2 separate regions of the Sus scrofa genome follow, and region 1 is linked to region 2. A link is a contact called in public Hi-C data. All regions are on one chromosome and are shown on one strand. The core of a region is the stretch at or near the end of the contact, and the rest is flanking DNA. Distances in the headings are between cores, read along the strand shown.

Region 1 (5,375 bases), core at 1,482-3,981, 150 kb after region 2:
ATCAACTAGCATTGTAAGTTTTCTTGAACCCTGCAAGAAGGAAGATTTATACAGCTGTTTTGGATTAAAGACAAACACACAGATCTCTACTTGCATCGCATCTTTACAAACATTTACCAGGCTGGTGCTTCGAGGAGACCTAATTTTATAGGTACACAGACAGTATTGAGATTTGGCAGAACTCGTACTTAGCGATAGATACACAGCAGTTGCTTGGCATTACTGAAAACTAAGACCAAGAGGACAAAAACGGGTACAAAAAACATTTGGTCAATACCCTAAATTTTAACACCTAGAAGGTCTATACATCTCACGGAACATCAGGATCTGCAAAATACTCACAAGTTACTTTTAATTCATTGTCCCTAATAGATAAATATACACCAATGCACACACTTTTTCTGGAGAAAGCATTATATAACAAGGCATCACAGCTACATAAAGATTTACTCCAATTCCACTAGATTAAATTATACCTTTCAACGACGTTTGGAAAAAAAAATCCTGCTATTTAAAGGTCTAGTTAACTTCAAAGTAAGTGTAAATAGTCATTTAAAGTAGTAACTAACTAGTGTAAGTAGTATAACAGTGTAAGAAATGTCCAGTTCCAGGCCGCTCACTCGGTCGCTACACAGGAAACACCAACTAGATTACATTTACCACGTTATTAGCAACTGAGCGTCATCACAAACGAACACAGAAGCCACCTGGCCTTCTTGTTTGTTTGTTTAAATCACGACTTTTACAGAGCAGGTGACAAAAAACTATTTCACACAAGAAAATCATAAAATGAGTATCTTCTCTCCAGAACTCAGAACTACAAGCTTCCACGTAAACTTCTGCACATATTCAAAGAAGGACCTTCCAGAAAGGCTGCTTTTCCCACCGCTGCATTAATCATAGGAAACACTTGCAATCCGCATCTGACTCCGACGTCGGCACCGGATGCCGACTCTCTCCGTACGATATTTGGTCCCCACGCTGCAACCATCCAGGCTCAAGTCTCCGGCAGCGGAACCTCCTCTGAGAGCTTTCGAGAGCACGAGTCAAGCCACCCCCAGGTCTACCCCAAGCAGCCGCCCCGGGAGAGCAAGGGGCAGCTCGGAGACGCCCGCCGACGGACTCCCGCGACGAGCCGAAAGCGCTCCCCCTCCCTCGCAACCCTGCCCGCCCGAGCAACGCGGCAAACTTTGCGGGACCTGTTGCTTTGTCCCTCCAACCCCGACCAGGGGTCCCGGGCGCGCGGAAACGCCCCTGCCCAGCGAGCGCCCCGGCCGCGGTGGGGCTTCCCGGCCGCGCGGGCGGACGGGCGTTTGGCCGAGCCTCGCCCCTCGCCCGCGGCCCCTGGGGACCCGGCCAGCCCAGCCCAAGCCCGCCGGCCGCGACGCCGCACTCACCTGATCACGGGGCTGTAGGGGCTCCGGGAGCGGCGCCAGCTGCTGCTGCTGTAGGGGCTGGGGGACACGTCGCCGCCCCGCTCGTAGGAGCTGTGGCGGCTGTAGCTGGGGGAGCGGCGGCGGCTGTAGGGGCTCGGGGAGCGGGGCAGCCGCCGAGAGTAGGGGCTGCTGCCCCCTCCGGCCGGGCTGGGGGACTTGCGGCTCCGCAGGCTCTGCGAGGCCCTGTGGGACACCGGGCTGTCGTCCCGGCCTCCCAGCGGGCTCAGGGACCGCTGCCGCCGCCGGTAGGCCTTGGGCTCGGTCTTGTCCTCGCGGTAGGCCTTGGGCGGCTCCTTGTAGGCCGAGGGCGGCTCCTTGGACGACTTAGTCCGGCTGCGATGGGCCTTCAGGTCTCGGTCCTTGCGGCTGCTGCTGCTGCTGGACGTGGCCGAGGCGCTTTTCCGGCGGCCGCCGCTGCTGCTGCTGCTGCCGCTCTTGCCGGCCTCGGCCCGCTCCTCGCCGCCGTGGCCGTGGCGGCTGCGGGACTTGGAGGCCTCGCCGCCGCCCCGCTGCCCGTCCCGCCGCCGGTGCTCGCGGTGGCGCTCCTTGCTGCGGCCGCTGCTGCTGCGGCGGTCCCGGCGGGGCCTGCGCTCCGACCCCTCCCCGCGCCTCTGGGTGCCGGAGGAGGAGGCCGGACTGCCGCCGCTGCCCCCGGTTCCCCCGGCAGCCGTCGCCGCCGTTGCCGCGCTGGCCCCCCCCAGCAGCAGCCCCTGCTCGGACTGGGAGCTCACATCCTCGTACTCCACCAGCGGGGTCACACCCCCGCCGCTACTCGCACCGCCACCGCCGTCCTGCTGCGGCTGGGGCAGCGAGAAGACCCGACGCTTCTCCGCCTCCTGCCCGGCGCGGGGCCCGCGGCGCCGCTTCTGCCGCCCTCCTGCGCGCCTCTTGCCTCTCGCCAGCCGCTTGACCTCCAGAGGGGGGCCCGGGCTGAAGCAAGAGGAGGAGGCCGCGGCGGCGGCGGCTGCGGCGGCGGCCGTGCCGGGAGCAGCCAGGAAGAGCAGAGGCGGCGGGGGCGGCGGCGGTTGCAGGAGCTGCGGCTGCAGGAGCGGCAACAGCAGCGGCGGCTGCTGAGGGGACAGGAATCGCCTCCGCTTGCGGCGTTCCTCCAACTTCTTCTCCGCCCAGCTCAAGCCCCCGCCTCCCCCCAGCGCCGTGTCCGAGCTGCTCGGCATCGCCTAGGGCCCGCCGCAGAGCGCGGCGCGGGTGCGGCCTCCTCGCGGGTCAGATCCTGGCCATCTCCCCCGCCGGAAACGGGAACGGCGGCGGAGGGACACCGAGCACCGGGGCGGGCCGGCAGACGCGCCACGATAATCCGGGTCGGGACTCCGGTCCCCGGGCTCCAGGTCGCGGTGGGGTACGCAGCGGCCTCCGGGCCCGCGGGAAGCCGGAATCCGGGCGGAGGAGCTCCCGATCGTGCTCGCCGTCCTACCCTCCGCAGCAAAAACCCCGGCGGCGCCGGGCGCCGACCCGCGGGGGAGTCCGGAGTCCTCCAAGTGCCCCCGGGGTGGGGGAGCGGCCTCGGCCGCGCTCTCGGCTCGGGCAGCGCAACGCGGAAGTACCACCTTCGTCGCCGCTTCACTCCATCGCGCCCTGACGTCGGGTGCGAGTTCAGGGGAGGGAGTGGGCGAGACAACAACACGCCTCCGCCGCCTCCCCCTCCTCCTCCGCGTCGACGTCGTCCTCCTGTGGCGGCGGCGACACACGGCGGGCGCCTCGGAAGTGGCCTGGGCCTGACAACAACTCCCGGCCTAGGGCCTCGCGCACTCGGCGGCCCGCAGGGACGGGCGGCGGGGCGGGGCGAGGCGGGGGCGACCCGGCTGCGGCTCGCGGCTGGGGCGGCGAGTGTGCGGGGCTGGGCGGGGGGCTGTTTCCGGGGAGAAGGGGGCGGGGGGGCGTTTCTGAGTCTGGAGCGGTGGGTTTGGGCCCTGACTTTCTTCCTTCGCCACCGCCGGCAGAGGTGGCGGTGCTGCCCCTTTTCTCCGCTCCCCCCCCCTCCACGAGGAGGCTCCGGGTGTGCGCGGCCGGGCCCGGCTTGCTCCTCCCCTTCCCTCTCCGCTCCTCGTCAGGAGGAGGGAGGGTGCTGGGACTCGCTGGTTGGGCCCTAACCTCCACAACCCCTCCTTCTCGCCTCGCTCTTTCGGCCTTTCCCCCCCTCGGCCCTGACGCAAGGCCGGGGGCGCGCGCGCACGTCGCGCTCCGAGAAAACCAAAGGTGAGTGGCGTCAGGGGCAAAGGAGGCGGGAACAAAGTTGCCGCGCACCGGCGTGCTCGCTCCCGCCAAGCGACGGGGGTTCTGACCGGAAGTGACGTACTGGAGAGCGCTCCACTTCCGGCGAGGGTGGGACTCTGTGTGAAGAAGGGTTAAAGAAAGGAGAGGATGCGTGCGCCGCCCACTGCTGTCGCTGGAGCGTCTCGCAGTGATGGCACGCGGGTCGTGCCTGTTGCTTGCGTCCAGCGCGCCGTGCCGGCCCCGGATCTCCGCAGGCACCGCACCGCCTGCCTGTCGAAAGGTCACGGCTGGAGAAAGAATCTGGAGACTGAGGAGTAATGCCTTTAATGGCCTTCTGGGCTGGGTATTCACCACAGCGTCCACCCTCAGCCAAGCCCGGGGGTTGGAACAGCTGCCAGAGGGAAAGAGAGCACCCCGTAAAAGAGGGCGGAGGTGGCGTCAGCTTAAACTACCCGGTACACCCAGGTTCCAGGCCCCGTCTTAACCTAAAAACACAGAAATCACAGTCTGGAGCTTTCATAACCACTCAAGAGTGTAGAAAGTTATAGTAACACGAGGAATGATGCAACGTTAGAAGGGAGTACAGAAACCCCCAGAATTATTACCGGCGGCCTTGAAGTCAAAACGTCTTCCTCAAGTGAGAAATGCCCTCTTGGCACTTCACCCACTTTCACCTTAGCTAAACCTTGGGGCTGCAAAGTATAACCATTTGGTGACCTCACGTCTCATTGCTGGCATTACCAGGTATGCCTTTCAGTTACAGACTGGGCTTTGGGAACAATTAGGTTGAAACTGAAGTGGCTCCTTTGAGTTTTTAGTATGGTTGCGAAGGAAAGCTGAGCAGTGCTGCATGACCCTTTTCGAGTTTGTTAGGTCTGCTCAGTTGGTTCTTGCTTCTTAAATACTTAGTACCCATCCGTCATTCCTGCCTTAAGATAACTAATTGTAATTGACTTGATATCCACTAATACTGTCTGTACCTCTGTCTGGACTGATCTAAGCTAAACTCAGACTTCAGTGAAAGAATGAATACAAGGGCGTTTTCTGAAGGATAAAGGAGGAGGCAAAGGGATAGGTAATCTTGAAGTCGGTTCAGGTCCCACAAGGATAGGCTCCGTGTGGCCCATACGGTGCAACCTACCATGCAGTCAGGAGGATGTGCTAAGTGCATTGGGAAACTGAATAGAAAAGTAAGAGGCAGGATGCCTTAAAAAGTTTCTCCTTAGCAGTATTGCTGAATGAAAGTCCTAAAGCCAAACCAGTTAGGAAGTGGATTTTTCCAACTACAACAACAACAACAAAACTCTATCAACCTGCCCTGTCATCCTACTTTGAAAGGCCCGGAATAACAGAACAAGGAAAGCAAAATAAGAGGTTTGTCTAGAATTCCTCCTATCTGTGACCAATTCCACGTAAGAATATCATCTTCCATACTTGAAAAGAAAACTCGTTCCATAGTAAATATATAGCTTGCAGTCCAGGTTGCAAACAGAAAACATGCACTAAAATATTTTTAGTGAAATATTAAAATAATAATATTTTTAGTAAAATATTTTTCTGCCACCCCAGTGTGTTTCTGCAAAGATTCTATCTTGGGAGTGAGGGGAATGGGGAGAAATGGAAGAAGTGAAGCATTAGAGCTCCCAGAGATAACCAGCCCACGTGCATTGAAATGCTAATAATTAACAGGGTTCAAACTCCACAAAA
Region 2 (5,468 bases), core at 1,392-3,891:
TGGGGGGCTCCCCATACAGAAAGTTCCGAGGTTCTTTCTGTCTGTTGATGTCCTCTTGTACAATGCCACCTGAAGACAGCACCTAGCCACTGATAGCACCCTCAGTGAAAGCACTATTCTATTTGAGATCTTGTTTTCTGATGCTGGTCCTCCCTAAACAGTGAATTCTCTTTTTGTGAGAACACCACCTGTATTACTCACAAAAATAAGTGCCCATTTCTCTCCACCAGACTCAGACTTAGTTCCTGGGGCAACCACCACACTCTCATACCCATCATCCCATCTTCATTACTTCCGGGTAGCCCAACATAAAACTTTCACCCTCCCCCTCATCTCTCTGCCCCTTAACTAACCACCATATAAATAAATTCTATACAAATATATGCCTGGGGACCTCAGATGCACCAGTTCAGGCAGTTGACTGCAATCCTCAGGTTAACACCGGGGAAGATTCTAGCTACATTTACAAAAGTTAAATGTTAAGGTTATATATCTACTAACGTCTAAACCTAAAATAATATGCTACAGTACCACGGTCCGGAGTTTACACCCTACATGCTTATTTAATCCACTGCATTTTTCAAAAGACAGACGCTGATCGTCAATTCATATTTCTTTCTCCAGGAAAAGAGACAATGGCCTGGGATTCAAGAAGCCTGACTTCCGACCCCACCTCTGCTTGCTGTGCGAATTTTAGCAAGTTACTTCTCGGGACAACGGCTCATCTGGAAAAAGGCAGGTTGCTTATTCTCAGAACTGATCCAAGTGGACTCTGGACGTTTTCATTAATTATTAACAGTATATTCTCTCAATTCTCATTGAATAAAAACGTATTCTCTCAATTCTCATATATACCTGAAAACACAAGGAAGGCACAATGTCAGCATAAACCACCCGTTAAAAATTTTCCACTGTATCTCTCTTCTTCCATTTCTTTTTTCTCTGGCAGTGCCCCCAGTATGCAGAAGTTCCCAGGCCAGGGATCCAACCCACACCTCAGCAGTAACCCAAGCAACAGCAGTAACAAAGCCAGGTCCTTAAACTGTTGAGCCACCAGGGAACTCCAGCCCTCCCTGTTTGTAATGCAAGTTCATGTGTAGAAGACAGCAAGTTACTGGGAGAAACATTCTGGAAGTGTAAGCCCAATAAAAAGACAACTTACAGTACTTCACTCCATTCGGCAAATCATTTGCCAGTTATTCAAAAATTAACAAAGCCACTGTTGGTCCTGTCACCCTCATTTTCCCGCTCCCTCCCTTCAAAATGCAGATTCATTGATGACATAAACGGTGGCGTTACAGGTGAGAATCACCGACCAACGAGGAGACCCACTCATTCATTCAGGAGACATATGGGTGCCAATTACCAGGACATTAAGCACCAAAGACAATGTCCAGAAAGGTGAGCTTTTGGCCAGGCTGTAAGTGTGTAATAAAGTGGATCACCTGGGATCCTCAGGCCTTAATCGCATCACAAAGCCTTAAGGGTGTTATCCTGTGGTTGACTGAATCTACCACTTGTGTCTAAAGGAGAAACTGGATGAAGTGAATTCCCTCCGAACAAACAACTAAAAAACTGTGTATCTCCATTCATCCAGGAGAGAAGCTGAGCAAACATCACATTCTTCAGCTGGCCATGTCACAGAACAAAGGGACAGTGAAGGGTGGCAGCTGCAAAAATGTGGTCAGGCGGAAAAGCACAGGTCCAGGCTACCCAACAGGCCATGATTAAATCAGTTCTGAAGTTCTTAAAGAGTCTGTTTCCTACAAGCTGATTTCAAAAAGAGTCACAGGTGGACTGTGAGTCCCAAATTGTCAGGGAGTAAAGAAAGTGCTATAAAACTGTAGTAAATCTAAATTCCATCTTCTAAATAAAATTCTGGGACAGGTGTCCAGTACAAAGACCTGTTCTGTTACGGGGTTCTTTCTGAATACATTAGGGGGTCATTCTTGAACTATCACATTTTTCTTTCTAACGTAAAAGCCCGTGAAATGATCCCTCTTTTAAGAGCTTTGGCCAAATGTCCGTCCTTTTGAAAATCAGCATCTCTGCTTGCCAACCCCCTCCCTGGCCCGCTCGCCCTTAACCAGCTCAAGGAAGGAAGTCGAGTCCTAAAGTCTGGCATCTGCGAGCGCAGCCTCACCCCCGTTAAAGACGCAGTCGGCAGCCCTGAACTGCGACTGGGTGTGCATGTCTGAAGTTACTCCAACTTGAGGGACCAGGGGAGAGCCGAGCCCCCGGCCGGACCGCGCAGGGGCCGGACCCGGGCCGGGACGCCGGGCAGGGGGACCACCGCGCGGCCGCGGCGCGGGGCGCGGGGCGCGGGGGAGACACGAAGGGCCGGAGGGCAGGCGGCGGGGCCAGCGGACCCGCGGGAACGCGCAGGCGCTCCCCCAGGACGTCGCCAGAGCGGGAGGGCTGCGGCTGGGGTCCCTTTCGCGGCCCGGCCCGCGTCTCGAAGGGTACCTGACTGCGGGCGGCCGGTCCACAGTCCCCTCCCGCCGCCCCGACGGGAGAGCAGGCCTGTTCTCCGCAGAGCCGCGACCCTCGCCCGCGTCGCCAGCATCGCGCGCCGCTCAGGAGGTCTCCGTCCCCGCCGAGCCGAGGACGCCGCGCGCGCCGCCCGCAGCCGCTGGGGGCGCCCGCGGACACCTCAGCCCCGCCCCCGGCCGGGTGGGCGGGGCTGGGCCCGGCGCTCCGGGCGCCCTCCAGGCGCCGGGGAGGCCTCGCGTCAGTCGCCGTCCCAACCAGGCTCCGCGAGACGTCCAAGGCCCTCGCTGGGGCATAACGTCCCGCCCTCCCTTAATCCTTTCTCTTCCTTCGTCCTTCACTTATATCAGCTCAGTGCGATCATCCACTTAGCCACCCGCCCAAGCGGAACGCTTGTGAGGCCGGAACCACCGTGCTGGGTGCTGCTGGCAGACGGAGGACTGTTCTGGCGACGGACCACCAAGTGTCTGCGAAGGGTGGGCCGGACAGTTCCGGCGGCAGAACGCGCCTGCGAGGTCCTGTGTTCGTCGCCGTCTCCGTCTCGTCCGATGCACCGACAGAATTTTCGACCCCCGACTCCTCCTTACCCCGGCCCGGGTGTAGGAGGTTGGGGGAGCGGGAGCGGCCTCCGGGGTGCCCCGGGCGGAGGCGGACCGCGGCCGCCGTCCCCGCGGGACGGGTACGGGAGTCCCCACCACACGTCGCCGTACGGGCCCCGGTCTAGGCCCTACGGGAGCGGCCACTCTCCGCGACACGGCGGCAGCTTCCCTGGGGGCCGGTTCGGGTCGCCGTCCCCTGGCGGCCACCCCGGCACCTACGCCAGGTCCCCCGCGGGGTCCCAGCAGCAATTCGGCTACTCCCCGGGGCCGCAGCAGACGCACCCCCAGGTAATACTGGCCAGCGCTTGCCGAGCTCTTAGCGTCTGGCAGGCGTGGGGTAAGCATCCCTTCACGCGGGTTACTCTGCATCCTCTGAGGTGAGCCTCTTGCTAGCCCTTGGTGGTCGGTGCGTCACCTGAGGCTCGGAGAAGTTAGGTGGAACTTGCCTTCCTCTGGAAGGCGGCGGAGCTGGGCTCTGTCTCTGGGTCTTCCTGCGTTGTCACGAGCGTCCCGCCTCTCCTGCCAGGAGGTTTCCCCAGCGCGGCGCCGTCTCTGGGGCTTTAGGGCGTCTTCCTCCTGCTGGCGCCTTTTTTTTTCTTTTTCTTTTTTTCTTTTTTCTTTTTTTTTTTCGCCTTTGTGTGCCAGCTGCACTGGCTTCTGCTCCAAGTCTTCTCAAGGGAGAGTCGGTGATAGTGGAGTTTCCCATTGCTCTCGGTGAGAGGGATGCAGGGAGTACGTGTGGCGTGTCTAGGTTTCTCTGGTAGTTTTCCGGCTTTGCTGAGTGCTAAGCTAAACCCACCCCTTTTGAGTCTGGAGCTAAAGAGATGGGAAGGTCCAGAAATTTTGAAGCTGTAAGGTAAACGTTTTAATTTGCCTCTAGGAGGAAAACAGGGAAATATTGAAGGAAAACTGCAATTGATTTCCTAAAAAACAAGACTTTTTTAAAAATTAATAAAAAAAACAAAAGTAGTTATCACCAATTTAAAGTTCCACAAAGTTATTACCTGAGAAACTCAGAAGTATTTGAGGTGACAGTGAGCCTTTAAATACTTTTTTTTTTTTCCCCCTTTTTTGGCCACCTGGTGGCTTATGGAGTTCCCAGGCCGGGGACCAGTCCCAGGCTGCAGCAACACCGGATCCTTTAACCCACTGTGCCTGTGCTCATATCAGACCTGTGTCCTAGCGCTGCAGAGACGCCGCCAATCCCGTGGCGCCATAGCTGGAACTCCTAAATACTTCTTAAAGACATTTAAAGGAAGCATGGACTTTGCAATTAAACATTGGTATTAAAGATAGAACTTTTAACTAGCAATGTGATCCCCACTAGTCTCTGAAGAAAAAGTACCACTTACCTCTTCTAAATGTCTTTTTAACTGGTGGTTTTTTTCCTAAAGGGTTCTCCAAGGACATCTACGCCATTTGGATCAGGGCGTGGTAGAGAAAAGAGAATGTCTAATGAGTTGGAAAGTTATTTCAAGCCTTCAATGCTTGAAGACCCTTGGGCTGGCCTAGAACCAGTGTCTGTAGTGGATATAAGCCAACAATACAGCAGTACTCAAACATTCACAGGCAAAAAAGGAAGATACTTTTGTTAACATTTCTGAAATTCAGCTGGAAGCTTCATGTGTCAGGAACATCTTGGACAAAACTTTTGCTTGTAATTAAGTTGAACCCTAACTTGGTGACTTTGAGTAATTAGTTGTGTCTTCTTTCATCATATCAAGTATTTTTGGTATTAAAGAAGACATGGTAGGATAATTTGCAATATTTAGCCCTCTGGAAGTGCCTACCACATTTTAGAAGATTGACAGTTTCCAAATACTTAACATTCTTGGTTATATAATGGACATTTGTCTTTTAATGTTTTTCCAATGTTTTAAAATAAAACATTTTGTCTTTTTAGCTAATTGTGCTTTTGTCATATGCTAAAGAAGGATTATTAAAGTAATGCTTTGTAATCATGTGGTTAGAATTTGTAAGTATATATTTTGCATACTACTTTTGAAAATAAAATAGACCATCCTTTGTGCTGTAGACAGTTCTATATTTGTTCATAAGGAAAGGGGGTAAAGAAAGAATAAAGGAAATTTCTATTCCTATTATATCCATTGTTTTGCGTGCATATTTTATGTAATGCTTTTGTAAAAATGCATTGAAATTTGAAAGTTACAGAAACCCACTGAAGCTTAAATAAAACAGTATTTATACCCTTTATACTCATTTAACTGGAAGGAGCCAAGGATAGACCTGTTTCTTGCATAGCTAGGTCAAAGAATTCAGTAACTGAATATCTCTTCTCCACATCTCTCAGTATTGTGGAGTCATTTTCTCTTGAGGCCCAGGAAGGTGCCTACCAGCAGTCTCAAATCACTTCCATTG

The links. Hi-C and Micro-C count contacts between places; a contact is called where the count stands out from the background.
Region 1: a contact with region 2 is called in a Hi-C map of liver, with 3 times the contacts expected there. The contact joins the promoter of CDK13 here to the promoter of SUGCT in region 2. A contact is called at or near these places in 3 of 47 Hi-C or Micro-C datasets (blood and liver) and 1 of 2 datasets of contacts at active chromatin or transcription factors (alveolar macrophages).

The regions. Positions count from the first base shown.
Region 1 is chr18:54,427,329-54,432,703 of Sscrofa11.1, forward strand. CDK13 (cyclin-dependent kinase 13) reads right to left here and starts at 2,732. Exons shown (of 15, transcript XM_021078845.1): 1 at 1,398-2,732. The coding sequence starts at 2,611.
Region 2 is chr18:54,280,631-54,286,098 of Sscrofa11.1, forward strand. SUGCT (succinate--hydroxymethylglutarate CoA-transferase) reads right to left here and starts at 2,642. Exons shown (of 14, transcript XM_021078652.1): 1 at 2,467-2,642. The coding sequence starts at 2,566. MPLKIP (M-phase-specific PLK1-interacting protein) reads left to right here and starts at 2,685. Exons shown (of 2, transcript XM_003134903.4): 1 at 2,685-3,377; 2 at 4,484-5,193. The coding sequence starts at 3,039. The coding sequence ends at 4,684.